Regions from separate parts of the Sus scrofa genome. Here regions 1 and 3 are each linked to region 2. A link is a contact called in public Hi-C data. All regions are on one chromosome and are shown on one strand. Each heading gives the region's core, a stretch centred on a gene start, on an enhancer-like site or on the middle of the called end of the contact. The rest is flanking DNA. Distances are from core to core; before and after follow the strand shown.

Region 1 (2,700 bases), core at 48-2,547, 89 kb before region 2:
TCTGTTGCTTTTGGATGGAATGTCCTATAAATATCTATTAAGTCCATCTGGTCTAATGCTTCATGCAGGGCTTGTGTTTCCTTGTTGATTTTCTGTCTGGATGATCTGTCCATTGCTGTAAGTGGGGTGTTAAATTCCCCCACTATTATCATGTTATTGTCAATTTGTCCTTTTAAGGTTGTTAGCAGTTGCCTTATATATTGTGATGAACCTATGTTGGGTGTGTAGATATTTAAAATTGTTATGTCTTCTTCTTGGATTGACTCAGAAGCTCTTTGAACCCAGTGGTTTTGGGGTTTTATGGAGGCTTTAGTACATAGGGGCAATTGATTACATCATGGGCTCAATCTCCATCCCCTCTCCCCTCCTCAGAGGTCAGTGAGGTGGGACTGAAAGTTCCAACTCTCTAATCACATGGTTTGTTTCTCTGGCAACCAGCCTCCATCATTAGGTTCGGTCCCCAAATTACCTCACTAACATAAACTCAGCTGTTGTTGAAAGAGGTTTGTTATGAATATCAAGACCCTTGAATATCTCTTGTCACTTAGGAAATTCCATGAGTTTTTGGAGCTCTGTGTCTGAAAAGGGGATGAAGAACAGATATATTTCTTATTATGAAAACCAACCCAAATATATTTCTTATTATAAAAACCAACCCTCCTGAGTTTGAATCTTTGTCAAGTCACTTAATAGCTTTGCTCCAGTGTTCTCCCATTTTAAAAATAAGGATGATAGAATTCCTGTTGTGGCTCAGCAGTTAACAAACCCAAATAGTATCCATGAGGTTCCAGCTTTGGTCCCGACCTTGATCAGTGAGTTAAGGATCCAGTGTTGCTGTAAGCTGTGGTGTAGTTCTCAAATGTGGCTCGGATCTGGTGTTACTGTGGCTGTGGTGTAAGCCAGAAACTATAGCTCCAATTCAACCCCTAGCCTGGGAACTTCCATATGCTGTTGGTGCAGCTGTAAAAAGCCAAAATAAAATAAAATAAAATAAAAATAAAAATAAGGGTGATAATAGTACCTACACCATAGGACTGATGGAGAGCTTAGACTGAAGGATACACATAGGGAACAAAGAACAACTTCTGACGTTAAGCGAGTGTTATGTAGATGTTAACTATGGTTACGAGATTTCATATATCTCTAATGACTCAATTCTTTGATCAGCTTTTGAAAGTAACAGACCATTGGCTTTGTTAGTGATTTACACAACAGGGTGACTCAGCTTAATCTGAATGGGCCACAATTTCTCTCTACTCCACTATGTGTCATAAGTTATATTGCCTCATGGTTCCTGCTTTATTGCCTTTTCTGTGGTTTTCTCTGGGCTTCCTCAACATTCCATCAACCACCAACTCTTACCTTCTCTGACCTGCGACAGAAAATCTGACAGATTTGGCATGTCCTATTAGAATAGAGAGTGTGTGTATTGAGTACAATGTCAGCCCTAGTTCTGAATCAAGCTAAGGTAGCAGGGTCACATGGCACAGAGCCTGGCTAAACACACACACACACACACACACACACACACACACACACACAGCTATGAGCTTGATGAAAACCTTGGGGCTTCTGAAAAGAGGTAGGTGTAATTTTTAGGTCTCCTTCATAGAATATCCACTACACTGTCATACCAGGGGACGTATTTGCTGTATTAAGTGGGAAAAGAAGAATACAGATTTTTACAACACAAGTAAGATGATGGGAGAAAAATAAGAAAACACACAACTTAAAACAAGTTACTACCTTAAACAACATACCTTATAGTTAATAAAGTCTAACTCAAGTATTCTTTTTTCTTTAAAGAATAATGTTTTATTATCATGATTTGTGAAAAGAGAGTAGACAGTTCAAGAAAGGACACAGACAGTGTCCTGTTTAAGGTCCCGGATTTCTTCTTTTTGATGGGGATGGGACCTGATGACATCCGGAGGCCATTCTAATGCCACCAGTGTTCTTTCATCCGGAAGGGTCATGAAGAGTAGAAGTTAATAATATTGTAGAAATTTTAAAGGCATGAGCTGTAATGTGTTCTTTAAAATGTAACCATTTCTCCGTCTAAGGAGATGTCAATGGTGTAAAAGAAAAGTTGAGAATGATAGTAAATTACTTAGATAATTTAGTTGGGGATTTTATAATTGAGAAAGGAAAAAATATTTCAGATAAGATTTGCCTAACTGACACAATGATATACTCCTCACCATCTTTATTTATTTATTTAATTATTTTTTGCGTTTTAGGGCCACGCTTGTGGCATAAGGAGGTTCCCAGGCTAGGGGTCGAATTGGAGCTACAGCTGTCGGCCTATACCACAGCCACATCAGATCCAAGCTGTGTCTGCGACCTACACTACAGCTCCCGCCAGTGCCAGAACCTTAACCCACTGAGGGAGGCCAGGGATTGAACCCACAATGTCATGATTCCTAGTCAGATTTGATTCTATTGTGCTACGATGGGAACTCCCGTCACCATCTTTATTTTCGCGAGTGTGGAGACCACATAAAGTCCTTGGTTCACCCTACTTGTTCTGGACATGCCAACTCTTCAAAACAGTTTTAAAAAATTTCTCTACTTGGAGGAATCTATGACATATGGCTCTCAGTTTGTTTTCCAGCTGTTTTCTGTTAACCTAGACTCTGGGAATTTTTTTCCCAACTAATTTATATATAAAGGCAGGATGCAAGTCAAGTAGGGAGTTGT
Region 2 (2,700 bases), core at 134-2,633:
CCTGTAGATGGTATAAGCTAACAATTATCTTGTAATAAATCTGTTTCTGCTTAAACCAGCTATAGTCAATACTTCTATTTGCAACATAAAGCCTTCATTGATACAACAGGATCAACCATGACCTCTTTTTATATCTCCATTAAACGTGTGTCATTCCGTATTGCCTGTATAGATTCATAGAACTTTTGATGTGGAAGGACACGTTCATGTCTATAACTTGTAAAAATATATCCTATAGAACACTTGTAATTGAGTCCAAGAAGAGATTTTTTTTTTGGGGAAAAAATGCTCAACGGTTCTGCCAGCTTGGAGTACACTGCATGCTCATTAGCATATCATAGACTCTGAGACAGATGCTACAGAAAAAAGAACCCCCAAATCCACAACCATTATTAATCCCACTAAGGGGATTATCAAACCAAGATTCTCAAACCAAGACCCTAAAAGTTTAACTAGGTTACCAAAGTCACCTGGTAGGTTTGTGATTGAGGGAAGGCTGAAACTAAGCTCATTAGGCTTTCTGACTCCCAGGAACATGAAGCTTATTCCTTACTCCCTGCATTTGCCTGAGGTTTAAGCTTCAGTGAATATACACATAGACTCATGAGGAAGTAAAAAATATTTCTATAAAGAGTTCCTCCAGGAGTTCCGGTCACGGCTCAATGGTAATGAATCCGACTAGTATCCATGAGGACGCAGGTTCAATCCCTGGCCTAACTCAGTGGGTTAAGGATCCTGTGTTGCCATGAGCTGTGGTGTAGGTCGGAGACAAGGCTCAGATCTCTCATGGCTGTGGCTGTGGTGTAGGCCAGCAGCTGTAGCTCTCATTCAACCCCTAGACTGGAAACCTCCATTTGCCATGGGTATGGCCCTAAAAAGAAAAGAAAAAAAAAGTTCTGCCAAATATATTCGTGCTATCTCCATGAAAACCTGTCATAGCTCTTAAAGAAGCTTGGAATCCCACTCATGTTCACTGAGGGAGATGACTGCCTGGGGAGGGGACCTGAGGAGAATGCTTGTTTCCCTGCCTCTCTGTTATTCATACAGTAGCCTTGCCTGGGAGCACAAAGCCAAGCCTTCCCAGGCCAAAAGGAAAAGGAGTAGTGAGATGAGCACAACTTGTAGCATAGTTACCCTTCATGCAGACAGTTTGGTCTTCGGGCTTGAGGAAAATGAATCATTTTAACCTAAGTCCAAAATTAAAATGAAAAAAAATTATTCAGCTCACCACAGAAGGCCATACGGATCTCGTACATAATCGTAACCTGATTCCTGGATCAGAACACTTGTGAGCACATGCCTCTTGGGCATATTCCAGAGTGTAAATCACATCACACACATCTGACCAAGAGAGAAGAGGTTCCAGGAGGTGCATAATTTCAGCATGAAAACAAGGAACCATTAGCGTTACAAGCACAGCTTACAGTCAGCTGGCTGGCCTGACATACCTTGGCAGTTATTGTTCCCCGAGGCCACGTGGTTGTGGTTCCATCCTATGATTTCATTCAGAGGCTGGGATGGATGTGGATGTGCTGAAGTAGCTTCAGTCCCCAAGCTCAACATCCCCTGTGGTCCCCCCATCAGCCCCTACCGCCTGCCTTGCTCTTCTTGGAAGGAACTAAGATTACGTATGTGAAGAATTTAGTCTCCACCACACTTTTATTATTGGGAAGATTTCCCCTGTAGGGCAGAGAGGTAGAGTCTCAGGTTATACATCTTACATTCTCTCCCAGGGCTTCCCCTTTTCCTTCCTTTTGGGAGCAGCTTTTCTAAAAGGACTTACGTATTGGTTAAAAACAAAGCCCCAAAGCCAGCATACTGTCGTTACGGCCATGTTTCATAGCCACCCAGACCCTTAAAAGAAAGGAAATGGTAAACAAACCCAGCCATGACACTGAGTCATAAAGGCACTCACACCACAACACACAGCTGCCGCAATTCTTTGGGAGAAGCCTCCGCATATGTGTGTATTATTTGGGGTTTGTGGTATTCCCCAGAGCTTGGACAGAGGCAGGGTTGTGTGGCACCCTGTGAAAGGCTCCGGGCTTTGTGGGCTTGCATTTGCTGTGCTAGAGGAGTCAGAAAAAGGCAACTTAGGAGTTTGGGTAGGGCCAAAAAGTAGTTACATTCGTGTTTATGTGCCTTGTGTTCAACAGACATTTTCTGGCCTTTTTGGTTCAGCTTTTGAGCCTCCACCCAGATGCTTATAAACTAAAGCTATTGGGCCAGTGAAAGTGGGTTGTGTGGATACATTTGAGGACTACAAAATAGATCTATTTCTTCTTTTTTTTTTTTTTTTTTTCCTTTTTTTTTGGCTGTGCCCATGGAATGTGGAAGTTCTCGGGACAGAGATCAAACCCACGCCACAACAGTAACATTGCTGGATCCTTAATCTGCTGAGCCGCCAAGGAACTCCAGGGATCTTTCTTTTAAAATACGACAAAGCAAGCATCTAAAGAATGGGATGTATTTCAGCTTTTAACTATTATTCTGGGACATGCTTATGAAGAGCAAAATCATTGGCAAAATAGTTTTCAAGCTCAAAATGTTACTTTTTTTTTTTTTTTTCTTTTTAGGCCTACAACCATGGCATATGAAAGTTCCCAGGCTAAGGGTTGAATCGAAGCTGTAGCTACCAGCCTATACCACAGCCAAGCAACACTAGATCCAAGCCATGTCTGCGACCTACACCACATCTCA
Region 3 (2,700 bases), core at 76-2,575, 80 kb after region 2:
TGGAGAAGAAAAGGGGCCCAACTGAGAGAAAACCAGAGCAGAAGACAAATTGGACTCCCTGCAGGCAGCCAGGACTGCTGAGGAGGCAGGCAGAACAGAGCAGAGCATGCCAGCCGTTCTCAAACTTATCACCAGGAAAAGTCACTTTACTAGTCATTTTCCTAGTCAGGACAGAATGGGGCTTTTTATGGGAAATTGACATCCTTTGTGAGGAAGATTAGCAATAGAGATAGATCTAAAAGCATAATACTGGTGAATAAGTCAGGAATGATACAATTTATAGTTCAATATATATAATTTTTTAAAAGTACGTAAGTACAAAACAGCGAATTTTTTTAAGGATGTTCTTCTAAGGAAATATATGGAAGGTAGATTAGAAAGTGGAGAGTACATGTTCTTTGTGGAAGTCTATGTCTATAGGGGATTATTACTAAAGGTTTAAAATATAGTAAAAGAGGACTTTTGCACGGATAGAGGACGATAGTCTCCTCTGAATTTAGGCATATTAATAACTCACTCCCATACTTCTGGGATGAAAAAGACAACATGAGGGATGCAGAAATGATGTGGAACTTTATTATTATGCTTTCATTTGTATTTATATATATGACCAAAAAAATTTCAACAATGATAATTAGAAAAGTTATTGAATGACTGCAGTGGTTCCAGGACGCAAATGATGGACAAAATTTTGAGATTTTTCTAGAGCTTAGAATCTTTGATTGACAGCATTCATTTATTTATACATAAAACTTTTACATTTAGGGAGAGATCTTGGTTAGTCAGAAGTTAGGATGTTGTGAGAGAGGAGGGAAAGCAAGCAAGAAATCATTTCGATGTTCTAGGCATCCTTTACACTTCCTGGGTTTTTCATTTCCGGGGTGTGCTTTCCGCTATTCCTTCTCTCACTTAGGGATACAGACGTGTTGCTAACTTACTCTATCTTCTTCCCAGAATCGGAGGGGATAAATAGAACCGATTTTGGTATTTCTGTTTCATCAACATCGGATGAGAAATCCGCTAGCAAACTGCCTTGATGCAGCCAGGCGGGGGCCCGGCCAGGAAGGAGGGAGATTGCCGGCCGGCCGGGGTAGAGCTCCCTGGCTCAGGGATCCTCGAGACTGAATGCCATCTTGAGGCAACTCCTGTTTGGGGCTGCACGCACAGCGCAGGACTGCTAAGCGGCATCGACTCCGGGACTTTCCAAGTCCCCCTGAGCCCCACAGGAGACAGATGGTATTTCTGCGTCTGTGTGCAGGGGGTGGGGGAGTGGCGGTAACAATAAGCAGCAGTAGCCACTTGACAGGCTCCCTGCTGCCAAGAATTTGCATGACGAGCGCTTGCTGCCATCTGGAGAACTTCAGCTCCTCCGGGGGAGAATCAGCATCTCAGCCTCACTGGTCCCCTTGGCCCCAGTCTCGGCTGAGAATCTCTCTCCCCAGGGGAGGAAGAGAGCAAAAGGCAAATCCATCAGATGAACCTGGCCTGGGGGAGAGGGGCTGCCTGGATGAGCTGGACAAGCTAGTCTAGTGCAGAGGGCGTGTGGCCGGGTCTGGCACTTCAGGGTGGGTTAGGTCAGCAGAGTCCATAACCTTTTGAACATGGGTTTGTTTATATGCCAGTAGTTGGTGGAGGAACTGTGGAACTGCAAGGGAGAAAACTCAAACAAGAACCCCCTTTCCCATGACCTCTAGCCTGGAGTTCAGTGAAGCAAAAGACTGACCATACACCCCAGGGATCCCAGTCACAGGCAGCCTAGTGGTGTATGATAAACACATGTGTGGGCCATTTAATTAAACACATAACAGGTTTCCAGCTGCTAAGATTTTGCTTGTTTACAGAAAAATGTATTTTTCAAAGTGTGAAAAAGAAATCCTGCTTAATATTAGTTTTACTTGTAACATACGTTCCTGCCTTCCTTGTTAATTATTTGTGAACCTTATGGCTATGACATTTTTTTTTCTCCAAAATGTTTTATCTAAAATAAACTTTTTTCTCTAAAAAGTATTTTTTTCTCCAGAATTTCTGTAATTAATATTTAAAATTTACTAGGATCAAATGGTATCTTAAATGAAACATTTAACTGGAAGATTAATATAGCCTGAAAGTCCTATGTTTAATACACAAAACCGCATGGTTTTATGTCTTCCTAGAATTTCCAGGCTCAACACTAAGGGGATTCTTTGTTGGAAAAAAGACAGGGACTCATATATATTAATTATGGAATATTCAGAAAAGTGGGAGCAATACCACATTTACCATTGATGCTTGGTGAGATTGTCAAAGTGGATATTGTGTTAGGTTTGTCCTTAGTACTCTAGCACCTAGCACACTTCCCACCACAGAGAAGGGTCTGTGTTTCTTTCAGCTTTGGGAGTTACAAGGAACAAGTTACAAATTAATGGTAAAGTTCATCTCAAAAGGGAGATTTACTGGAAAGGTGCTGGGCAGTCAAACGGACTCTACATGGTGAACAGCCAAGCCTAGAAAGGCAGGACCAGCTCCCGGACTGTAGGAGATGTGTACTTCCTTGCTGATAATTATACCCACATTCTGATGACCTCCAGCCTCTGTATCTTTTATTTTTTTTAATTTTTAAAAACTGTGGTTGATCTACAACACTGTGCCAATTTCTGTTGTACAGCAAAGTGACCCAGTCACACATCCATTCTTTTTCTCGTATTATCTTCCATCATGTTC

Evidence for each region. A called contact is a pair of places that touch in the nucleus more often than the background predicts.
Region 1: a contact with region 2 is called in a Hi-C map of embryonic fibroblasts, with 1.9 times the contacts expected there. The contact joins two enhancer-like sites. A contact is called at or near these places in 7 of 47 Hi-C or Micro-C datasets (alveolar macrophages, blood, embryonic fibroblasts and 2 more) and 1 of 2 datasets of contacts at active chromatin or transcription factors (alveolar macrophages).
Region 3: a contact with region 2 is called in a Hi-C map of embryonic fibroblasts, with 2.9 times the contacts expected there. The contact joins two enhancer-like sites. A contact is called at or near these places in 1 of 47 Hi-C or Micro-C datasets (embryonic fibroblasts) and 1 of 2 datasets of contacts at active chromatin or transcription factors (alveolar macrophages).

Annotation. Positions count from the first base shown.
Region 1 is chr1:79,666,573-79,669,272 of Sscrofa11.1, reverse strand. No RefSeq gene overlaps it. Among named protein-coding and RNA genes, the nearest start is that of MARCKS, 120 kb to the left of the region's middle. Within about 2 kb of position 1,297, at least 10 of the 83 cell types and tissues checked have an H3K27ac peak or open chromatin away from gene starts, as enhancers often do. A contact at or near this core is called in embryonic fibroblasts, where this site is marked.
Region 2 is chr1:79,577,869-79,580,568 of Sscrofa11.1, reverse strand. No RefSeq gene overlaps it. Among named protein-coding and RNA genes, the nearest start is that of MARCKS, 210 kb to the left of the region's middle. Within about 2 kb of position 1,383, at least 13 of the 83 cell types and tissues checked have an H3K27ac peak or open chromatin away from gene starts, as enhancers often do. A contact at or near this core is called in embryonic fibroblasts, where this site is marked.
Region 3 is chr1:79,497,491-79,500,190 of Sscrofa11.1, reverse strand. No RefSeq gene overlaps it. Among named protein-coding and RNA genes, the nearest start is that of MARCKS, 290 kb to the left of the region's middle. Within about 2 kb of position 1,325, at least 53 of the 83 cell types and tissues checked have an H3K27ac peak or open chromatin away from gene starts, as enhancers often do. A contact at or near this core is called in embryonic fibroblasts, where this site is marked.